Regions from separate parts of the Rattus norvegicus genome. Here region 1 is linked to region 2. A link is a contact called in public Hi-C data. All regions are on one chromosome and are shown on one strand. Each heading gives the region's core, a stretch centred on a gene start, on an enhancer-like site or on the middle of the called end of the contact. The rest is flanking DNA. Distances are from core to core; before and after follow the strand shown.

Region 1 (5,576 bases), core at 999-3,498, 500 kb after region 2:
GGATAGGGATTGATCCAGAAAATGCTCTAATGGAAAGAGATAGGGCAAATATTCTTCCTGAGTAGGATCTTACCAGAGGTAACCTTCAGGAAGGTTGTGACATATGGACAGGACAGAAAAGAGAGTCACAGAGGCTGCCAGTGCCCAAGTGTTCTTACACCATAAGTCTGTTTCCACTGTAAACCATAGATATGCAAGGTTTCCAGACACACACATTCCCAGCATTGTAGAAACGGTTAGTCTTTCATGATGAGTTTGATTTTATTTACATAGCTTATCTTGCTCATTTTTTCAGCAAATATTTGCAAAGTCTCTTATTTGTGTCTTGTCAAAGGATGGGAATGTAATGAGAAATGGAACAGCTTTGTCCTGAAAACTTGTTAGGAAGGAGTAACAATTTTCAGACTATGCACTAAAAAAAACTATCAGGACACATTGAATAGTTTTATGTAAATCATGCCTCAGCATAGCTACTAAATAAACTTTAAAGCTTAGGAGAGTAGAGAATGTAAACTTGTCACTACTGTAGACTAACATATCATAGCTCAGCACACACAGAACGCTAGTGTTTGATTGTTTGTTTGTTTGTTTGTTTGTCTGTCTGTTTGATTGGCTGGTTGGTTGGGTTTGCTGTATTCTAGACAGGATCTGGCTATGTAGCTATTCGTGTCTTAGAAGTCACTCTGTAGACCAAACTGCATCAAACTCACAAGGAAACTCCTGCTTCTGCCTCCGGAGTGCAGTGCATTCAAGGAGTGCACCACTGGTAAGCAGGCTGCTTTAACACCGTTTAAAAGCTAAAAGAGGAACACAGAATTATAAAAGGAGGCAGGACTTTAGAAGGTAGGGAAGGATTTTCAAAGCTTTGGGTGTACCTGAATTATCTGGAAGGATTGTGGAAACAGCCTAGTCACTGCCCCTACCCCGGTGGGGGGAGGATGTAAACCTTCTTTTTCAATAGATTTTTCCAATGAGGGTGGCCCTGTTATTTGCAGCCCCCAAATCAGAGCTCACATCCAGAAAGACCACAGTACAATTGAAGTACCATTCCAAACACTATATGAAGAAGACAGGCTACAACATTGGTGAGTGTGATAAACGCATGCTTGTTTTGCACCATATCATAAAAGAAGGGATTTGGAGTGATGAGCTTGTTTTAATATGGGGAATGGTTACATGGCTGTGTTTAGCTGATGAAATTTCAGTGGTTCATTTATCATTTGTTTGCATTTCAGTATAGGATACAATTGATGTCATAATAGAAATATATATGGAGAGAGAGAGAGAGAGAGAGAGAGAGAGAGAGAGAGAGAGAATATGAATGTGGGTTTTTTCCAAATGACCTTTAACATGAAGACAATCTAGGGACAAAAACATTTTGTTTAAGGATTCCCTTAATTTAGAGAATTAAATTTAAAGTAAAAGTGGATTCATTGTTGTTGTTTAAGAGTACATGGAAAGGGGAAGTAGTAATGGATAGGCAGTGTAAAGAGTTGGGGCTGAAATGGAAAATTATCTATCAAAACACACAATTGTGTACAAAATTCTCAGGATCCACTCTCAGATACTTGCTTTAATAATATTTAGCCATATGTCCTTGCCTCCAGTACTACAATATGATACTAGAAGATGTGTTGGAGGAAGTCTATCAATGAAGAGAAACAGAAAATCAACTGAACAATTGCTTCATACCCAGGGGAACTGCAGTGGGAAGCTGTGTTTAGTAACGGAAATATAGAGTCCCAAAGGACCAGTTGCTTGCGTCTTGAACATTAAAAGTCAAACACAAACAATGTTTGGCATGATCCCCGAACAGCTTCTAAAAAATTGACTGGATTTCTTTTCTCACACATTCCTTTCAAGAAGTACTTTGTTACAGGAACTATTTCTAAGAATATAGTCACAATAGTCACAAACAGCGTTTGTTCGTTGGTCTAAGGAATTCTTGGCATTTGGAGAGTCTCGGGACTTTCTTACACTAGAAGAATGCAATCCGTGCCGTGCGTGCCTGAGACTGCGTGTGTTCAGGAAGTGAAGCTAGTCTCATGGCACCTGTAAATTACCAGAACTGCACCAGGCAGGGTAATTCTCTGGACTCTGTTCTGTGCAGTCTCTTAGAGTTATGGGATGCCATTGTTCAGCCTTCAGCACTGGGCAACAGCTCTGTTATGATTATAATCCTACTGAACACATGTGCTGTACAATCCCCTTTAAAATCCTCTTTGTACGTTGTGAGTTACACTGACCACGGTTTCTGCCAGCTGGGTCCAGTGCAGGCTGTTCTGGGTGGCGGCTGAGCTCCAACTGACTTGGTATCATTAGTGTGATGTTCTTTGATCGCCTCCTGGTGTTGGTTCTGTGTAACGGCAACTGACATCTGACTGGTAGCTTTTAAGCAAACAAATGAAAGCAAAAGATGAATGAATTGTCCTACGATATCTAAATGATTACATCAGTGGTAGTGCAGGGGAGAGATGATGAACAGACAAAGAGGGCCTTCGGATCTCCTAGAGCAATATCACCTCCCTGCGATTTTGTAGTCTACAGCTTTAAAATGCTTAGTCAGCTTTGAATTGCTGTAACCCTCACCTCAACTCCCAGTAGTATCGAGTCTGGGGGCAGCATTTCAGATACAAACCCAACAGGATTTACATGCCCAGGCATCAGTTTTAAGCAACGCATCTGAGTGTGTAGGATGGATATTTCTAGAACTCTCTGTAAGAATACTGTTGGAGAGTGTTGACAGCCTTAGTGGTCACACCGGCTTCTTTGTGCTTATACCACTGAAAGTATTAATGGGGAGCTATGAATCCCATCTGTGCAATAAAGTTAGTCTGAATATTGAAAGGCACTATGTCTACAGGTTAAACATTTAGTTAAATACTCAGCCTGAGTTTATCTCCAGTTACCAATGTCTGCTAACTTGAGCACATAGTAGCTGAACCAGGAGTGTCTTGGTACTGTTCTCACGATGATCCAGCTCCCCACATGTCTTTGTTATAATGGCTTTGTCTTCGTGTTTTATCTGTTACTCACGCTAATATGACTATGACCCCATTTTTTTTCTTTTATTGAAAATAGATTCTTTTCTTATACAATATATCCTGATTAGTTTCCCCTCCCTTTAGTCCTCCGGGTTTCTTCCCACCTCCCCTCCCCTCCAGATCCGCTCCCTTTCTGTCTCTCATTATTAAAAAACAGGCTTCTAAAAATAACAGCTAAACATTACAAAATCAAAATATAAAATTAAACAAAAATTATCATATTGAAGTTGGACACAGCAAGCCAACAGGAGAAAAGGGGTCTTCAAAGCAGGCACAAGAAGCAGAGACTCACTCATTCTCATAGTCAAGAGTCCCTTTAAAACAGTAAGCTAATACCTACATGCACACACATGCACACACACACGCACACACACACACACACACACACACACACACACACACACACACATGTCCTGGTGCAGACCTGTGTAGGCCTTGTGCTTGCAGCTTCCGTCTCTGTGAGCTCAGATGCACCTTGTTTAGTTGATTCAGAGGACTTTGGTCTCCTGGGGTCCTCCACCTGCTCTGGCTCTTACAATATTTCCACCTCATCTTGAACAGGGTTTCCTGTGCACTGAGGGAAGAAATTTGATAAAGACTGCTACATTTAGACTCTATCTCTGAATAACGTCTGGCTGTGGGTCTCTGTACCTGTTCCCATCTGCTGCTGAAGGAAGCCTTTCTGATAAATGGATAAGTCATTGATCTATGAGTATAGCATAATATCGTTAGGAATCATTTTACTGGTTGTTTTTTAGACATGTTTTTGCTTAGTTTCCAAAGAGGATCAGAACATCTAATTTACTAGAGTACAATTTTTAGGTTCTGGGCATTTTTGGTTTTACCGTAGGCCTCTGGGCTATCTAATCTCTAGTTCTTGGTTGCTCAAGCAGTGCTGGGTGTGGTTCTCTCTCATGGAATGGGTCTGAGATTCAGTCAGACAGTGGTTGGCTAAAAGTTCTGTACCACCATTGGTCTAGCATACTTTATAGGCAGGACAAATGTAGGTCAAAGGTTTTTGAGGCTGGGTTGTTGTCCACCTTTCTCTTTCGGTAGCCCATGGAGTATCTACCCACATCAAGAAGACTAAAAATAAAGGTTCAATGAAAGCAACCCCTTGACTTCTCCATGTTCAATGTTTGTGTAGCTGTTGTCCTCAGCAAAGAGGCCATGTTGTCATTGTCTTAGCAACAGTCTGAGTTGTGTGGGGATTTGCATGGGACCCTCTTGACCAGCAACTCAAAGGAATACTCTCCAGTCCCACCATTGGAAGACTAACCTGGCTACAACAGAAGGCCAGTAGAGATTTGGTACCGCCAGGACCAGGAGTCCTCATCAGGATTACCTTCCTAGATTCCAGGAAGTTTCCATTGTATTAAATTTCCACCCCACACCCTAAAAGTACCTCAATTCCATCTGTCTCTCCTCAAATTCTCTCCCTCTAATCCATTTCCCCACTACCTGATCCACTCTCCCATTTCTATCTGCCCCCAGTCTGCCCATTAATCTATTTCTCTCTCTTTATTCCTCATTTACCTCTCTTTAGCTAATCTTCCTGGGTATGTGGAATGTAGTTTGGTTATTATTTTCTTAATGTGTAATATCCCCTTATAAATGAATACATACCATATGTCTCTTTCTGGGTCTGGGTAACCTCACTCAGGATGATTTTTTTTTCTAGTTCCATACATTTACCTGTGAATTTCATGATGTCATTTTTTAACAACTGAGTGATACTTCATTGTACAAATATATCACATTTTCTTTATCTATTCTTCTGTTGAGGGATATCTAGGTTGTTTCCTTTTTTGGCTTTTATGAATAAAGCTACAATGAACACAATTGAGCAGATGTCTTTGTGGTAGGATAAAGCATCCGTTAGGTATATGCCCAAGAATGGTCTAGCTGGGTCTTGAGGTAGCTGGGTTCTCAGCTTTCCAAGGAACTGCCATACTATGGTGATTTTCTAACACTAACACTCAGACATCCTTGTCTCTAGCTGTTTTCGGACTTAAAATGGCGGCTTTCATTTCACCTTGTTGTTGGAGTTTATTTGTTCTTTTCCGGTTCTAAGTGTTCAGAGGTACACAGCACAGGAGATATGATGTGGAACTCCAAAATGTGAGGTAAGAACCACCCAACAGATGAATCCACAGCCTAAAGAAACAGTGGCATCAATTAGTTCTTCAAATACAATTTTCTCTTCATTATTAAAAAACAATTAACTTCTATGCTGTGATGTGTTTCCTTCCCAATAATAGTGTTTTAAACGCTCCTTTGAACCATAAATCTTGGCACAGTGCTTAGTTACACTATTCTAGTATGATTTTCTAATGCAAGTTACTTACATTGAAACAAACAACAAAGACTCCTCAAAATCTTTTTCTCAACATTTCCTCTTCATTGAGAGGGGAAATGCTAATAAATACCTAGAAAAGTAACTGTGGCTATTTTTTAATACTTTGAAGAGTTTATCACTTCACATATAAACTGGGATCCAATACCAGATAATATTCTTCAACAAAAATGCCC
Region 2 (5,055 bases), core at 1,331-3,830:
TTATAAACCTGATTTCATTGTGTTGGTTCACTCTTCTTGGTTGTCCACAAGCATTTAAAAGCAGTGACTAATTTAGTGTTTTGTTGAGTTAGTTTGAAACGCAAATAATTTTCAAGATAATCTTCCCTCTTATCTTCATGCCAGAATTTCCTCACTGTTAAAATACTTTTAGTAAAATTTGCTGTGTGCACAATCACGCCTTAGTGCCTATAACTGGGCTAATTTGTAAAAGTTAATTATTAAGTGATGCTCAAAAGAAGATTGAAAATAATCACTTTGATGCAGGTGCCTGATTTTGTGTCTTATTGCTGCATTTAGATATATATTGCTATTAAAAATCATGTTGATTGCTGATGTCTTCGAAAAATTTGAACATTTTGGTATTTGGAATAATTACATAACAACTGTACATTTTTCTCATTCTTCCTAGATCCTCATGGTTGAACCTAAGTAAAAAATCAACATTTCCAACTACATCTAGAAGATGACTTGGATGCTTCAGCAAGCCTTCTACTCCTGCTCTTATGCCGCAGGTCCCTCTACTCTTATTAATGCAGACATTCATTTGCTAAGATTTCTCTGCTTCACTAGGTTATACACTTAGGGGATTAAGAAACTTGTCTCAATGGATTGCTATTGCACCTTCAAGGTATTTAGAACAGAGAATGTAACAAAAGAAAACCTAGTGTTTGCTAAATAAATATACGAGAAACTGCAAAGTTGTGCTTGCTTTTAAGTTTGTACGGTGGCTCCATGTGTGCGCATGTGTGAAACCCAAAAGCTAACACTAGATTCCTCTATCATTTCCCACCTTAGTTTTTGAAGCCGTGTCTCTGGCGGAATCATGAGCTTTCCCCTTACACTAGTTAAAACCCAGGCATCTAAGCTGTTTGCTCTTCACAGCACTGGAGCTTCAAATGTGAGCCACACAGCTAGGCTTCTTGTATACACAGGTATAGTGCAGGTCTTCCCGTACTCCCTGACTGAACCAGCTCCTGAGCGCCGACCCACTGCAGGGCAGGTTACGTATTTAAAGTTTTCTTTTCCTCAGGGTTGCAATTTTTTTAAATTGTAGGCCACATAAATAGCATGTACCCCTAAAACAATGATATGCACAAAGCAAGAGCATCATCGATGAACTTGATCGAGAACTTTCTTAGCTACCGTATTCCATTTTACTCACTCAGAAAGGAAGTGACCCACGTCTGTGTCCTCTTCCGTGCTGGGTGGCAGAGGAACAGCCATAGTCTGTATTGTCATAGCCCCCTTCCTCTTCAGCCACTTCTAATGAATGGGTATCATGTATGTCCTGTACACTAAATGATGTTGGGATTTCTGTTTTAAAAATGTCACTGATGTCAATAGTTGAGGAAATATGTATGTTTGATTCAGATTCATCTACAAAACAAAATCACAGTCTAAAATTATTTCATCGAATTCTTGCCACAGTCACACAAAGCAAATCCCACTTGTACTTTGACCTAAAGACACTGAGTTTCTGGGGTCAAGTGCTTTCTGACTTTCCTTCCCCCCACTGGTTCTTGACCTCTGCCTAAATATCCGTCCTTCATGTCTTCTATTTTATGAACATATTTAAAATCTAGAAAACATATAATATTCACAGGATTTTGCTTTTCTCTTTTCTTTGTTAGACAGGGTCTGCACTTAGCCAGGCTGTCCTTGAAAGGAAGTTCACTATACTGCTTAGGATGGCCTTGAACCCTGATCCTCTTGCCTTCGCCTCCAAAACACTGAGATCACAGGCATTCACCACTACTACTGCATCTAATTTATTTCTGTTTGTTTATTTTTTGTTATTGTTTGAGACAAAGACCCTCCGTGTAGCCCTCTTCTGCCTCTGCCTCTGCCTCAAGGCATGAGAACAGTTGCTGCTTCTCTTCCTGAATCTTGTTATTTTACTTAACGTGATGATGTCTGTTACTGTACTTACTGTAGGAAAGGTCACAAATACATCTGTGTGCCTTAGGAAAGATGACTGGCCTTGTTTTTCAGTTGAAATCACCTGTCAGTCACTCAGGACTTACTGACTGGGGCCTCAAGGCAAGCTCAGCATGGGCTTCTTTGTGTTTGCACTTCCCTAGGAAGGTGGAGTGAAGGCTGTTCAATAGAGTGATTTGAGTTCTAGTATAAAAAACAGTCCTCAGTAAATTCCAGCCACCAAAGCCAGCACTTAGTGGGCTGTCAAAGGACTTAACCACTCACCTCTAGAGAAGTTCTATCCTCCTCCTTCTCAATACTCCTGACCACTTTGTGCCCTGCTTCTAGTCTTTTCTATTAAACCCTGGGAAATGAGAAGGATCTGGACCACCTTCAAACTGGGCATGCTCTGTGACAGAGCTATTTTGGCTGGGATTCAGAGCCAGGACTCCCGGATCCCTGCTCCCAGCCACACTGCACAGTGGCTATACAGCCTCCCTTCCCCAGCTGAGCCAGACGCTGTGACGCCCGCCCCCTGCAGCCTGTGCTGCAGCCTCCGGCCACCGGAGGGGGGCGAACCCACGTCAACCTGTTGTTTGTCCAGTCCCTATTGATCAAGTCAGCGCCACAAGGAAGTGCGGCACCCACACGCGCTTGGAAAGTTCAGCATTCAGGAAGTTTTGGGAGAGCTGGGCCAGTAGCTGGGCGACTTGGGCAGCGCTGGGCACGCGGGACAGTGCAGGCGGAAGGCGCGGGCTGTGCAGTAGACCTCCACCGTACCAGCCCCGTGGGCTTTATTTATTTATTTATCTATCTTTAGAGCGACGGTGTCCCTAGGTCACAGATCCCAAATGCACCGGCTCATCTTAGTCTCCATTCTTGTGTGTGCGAACTTTTGCTGCTATCGGGACACTTTTGCGACTCCGCAGAGCGCATCCATCAAAGCTTTGCGCAATGCCAACCTCAGGAGAGATGGTAAGCACTCATTTGATTTGTGTTCATCATTGGAGAGGTCACATTTGCTATTGTCAAGGTTCTTTGGGTCATTCACCCCGCCCCCACGTCCTCCGTTTTTTAATTTTTCAAATGAACTCAGGCGGAAGGCATCCCCAGGGAGGGAATTCTCCTCTTCCTCCTCCCCCCCTCCCCCCACTAAGATTGCCCCTCCTTCCAGAACTGTAGGAGAGAATGTGTGAAGTGTCCTGGGGGCCGTTGGGGGCAGTACTATGGGCCAAAGGGCTTTCTCCCCTGCACCCTTACAAGTCTTATCCTTAGGTGTGTCCTGGAGTAGTTGATACCAGAATGCCTGTGTTTCCAGGGTTTGAAAGCTGCATGATGTGCTCCTCGTGGGTCAGGCTAATCTGACACTCCTAAAACACAGGCATTGTGGTGGGGCAGTGGAGTCCAATGTCCTTTACTGGATGACATAATTCTTATTTCTTTGTTTCTTTTAGTTAGGGGAGTAAGGATGACACGTTTCAACATTGTGGTTACTTTTGCAGCAGACCGGCATTGTATACACCGTTTATTTTCAAAAGAAGTCAATGTTGTACTTTATGCCCCTCAAGTGACTTTCTCTTGTAGTTCATTAAGGCTCAAGAACTTAGAGTGTGGGAGGCAGAGCTCCTGGAATGTTCTTGTACCACAGGGAACCTGGCTTCTTTGGTTGGTTTCCTTTGTACGGAGTTTCCCAAGCTCCTGAAATGACTGTCCTAAGAATGAAATTGAGCAAGCAGGCTTGTTTTCCTACCCTGTGGAGGACACATGGAAAAATAGGCCCCTGAAACTTCAAATTTAGTTTCTTTACTTCTGAGACTTAGGCCCTCAGCTGTAAGATCCTTGCAGTGGGGTACCTGGAATGGCCCAAGGGGGTTTTTGGCTTTTGTTTTCCTACATGAAGCTCATCCTCTCTTACTTGCTTAAAGTACCCAGAGCCTTTACTTTCTTCCACATCACTACTCCACCAAGGACATCATCAAGTTGTTCTTAGTGGCTTGGTTGAACTAGCAATAGATAGTGGCCGCCTTAGTCACTAATCAGTGTCTTTCTTGGAAATTGACCTGAAGAGGGATGGGCAGTGGAGGGGTGGGGAGTGGAAGGGTTGGGGGCAGAGCTGGCTGCGGTGGGAAATCCACCACTATGCTTTCTATATTTATTTTTTTTTATTAACTTGAGTATTTCTTATATACATTTCGAGTGTTATTCCCTTTCCCGGTTTCCGGGCAAACATCCCCCTCCCCCCTCCCCTTCCTTATGGGTGTTCCCCTCCCAACCCTCCCACCATTGCCGCCCTCCCCACATAGACTAGTTCACTGGGGGTTCAGTCTTAGCAGGACCCAGGGCTTCCCCTTCCACTGGTGCTCTTACTAGGATATTCATTGCTACCTATGGGGTCAGAGTCCAGGGTCAGTCCATGTATAGTCTTTAGGTAGTGGCTTAGTCCCTGGAAGCTCTGGTTGCTTGGCATTGTTGTACATATGGGGTCTCGAGCCCCTTCAAGCTCTTCCAGTTCTTTCTCTGATTCCTTCAATAGGGGTCCTATTCTCAGTTTAGTGGTTTGCTGCTGGCATTCGCCTCTGTATTTGCTGTATTCTGGCTGTGTCTCTCAGGAGCGATCTACATCCGGCTCCTGTCGGTCTGCACTTCTTTGCTTCATCCATCTAGTCCAATTGGGTGGCTGTATATGTATGGGCCAAATGTGGGACAGGCTCTGAATGGGTGTTCCTTCAGTCTCTGTTTTAATCTTTGCCTCTCCCTTCCCTGCCAAGGGTATTCTTTTTCCTCATTTAAAGAAGGAGTGAAGCATTCACATTTTGATCATCCATCTTGAGTTTCGTTTGTTCTAGGGATCTAGGGTAATTCAAGCATTTGGGCTAATAGCCACTTATCAATGAGTGCATACCATGTATGTCTTTCTGTGATTGGGTTAGTTCACTCAGGATGATATTTTCCAGTTCCAACCATTTGCCTACGAATTTCATAAACTCGTTGTTTTTGATAGCTGAGTAGTATTCCATTGTGTAGATGTACCACATTTTCTGTATCCATTCCTCTGTTGAAGGGTATCTGGGTTCTTTCCATTTTCTGGCTATTATAAATAAGGCTGCGATGAACATA

Evidence for each region. A called contact is a pair of places that touch in the nucleus more often than the background predicts.
Region 1: a contact with region 2 is called in a Hi-C map of psoas muscle, with 4 times the contacts expected there. The contact joins the enhancer-like site here to the promoter of Pdgfd in region 2. A contact is called at or near these places in 2 of 12 Hi-C or Micro-C datasets (Schwann cells and psoas muscle).

Annotation. Positions count from the first base shown.
Region 1 is chr8:12,276,078-12,281,653 of GRCr8, forward strand. No RefSeq gene overlaps it. Among named protein-coding and RNA genes, the nearest start is that of Ddi1, 400 kb to the left of the region's middle. Within about 2 kb of position 2,249, at least 35 of the 93 cell types and tissues checked have an H3K27ac peak or open chromatin away from gene starts, as enhancers often do.
Region 2 is chr8:11,770,928-11,775,982 of GRCr8, forward strand. It overlaps Pdgfd (platelet derived growth factor D), which reads left to right and starts at 2,581. Exons shown (of 7, transcript NM_023962.3): 1 at 2,581-2,913. The coding sequence starts at 2,790.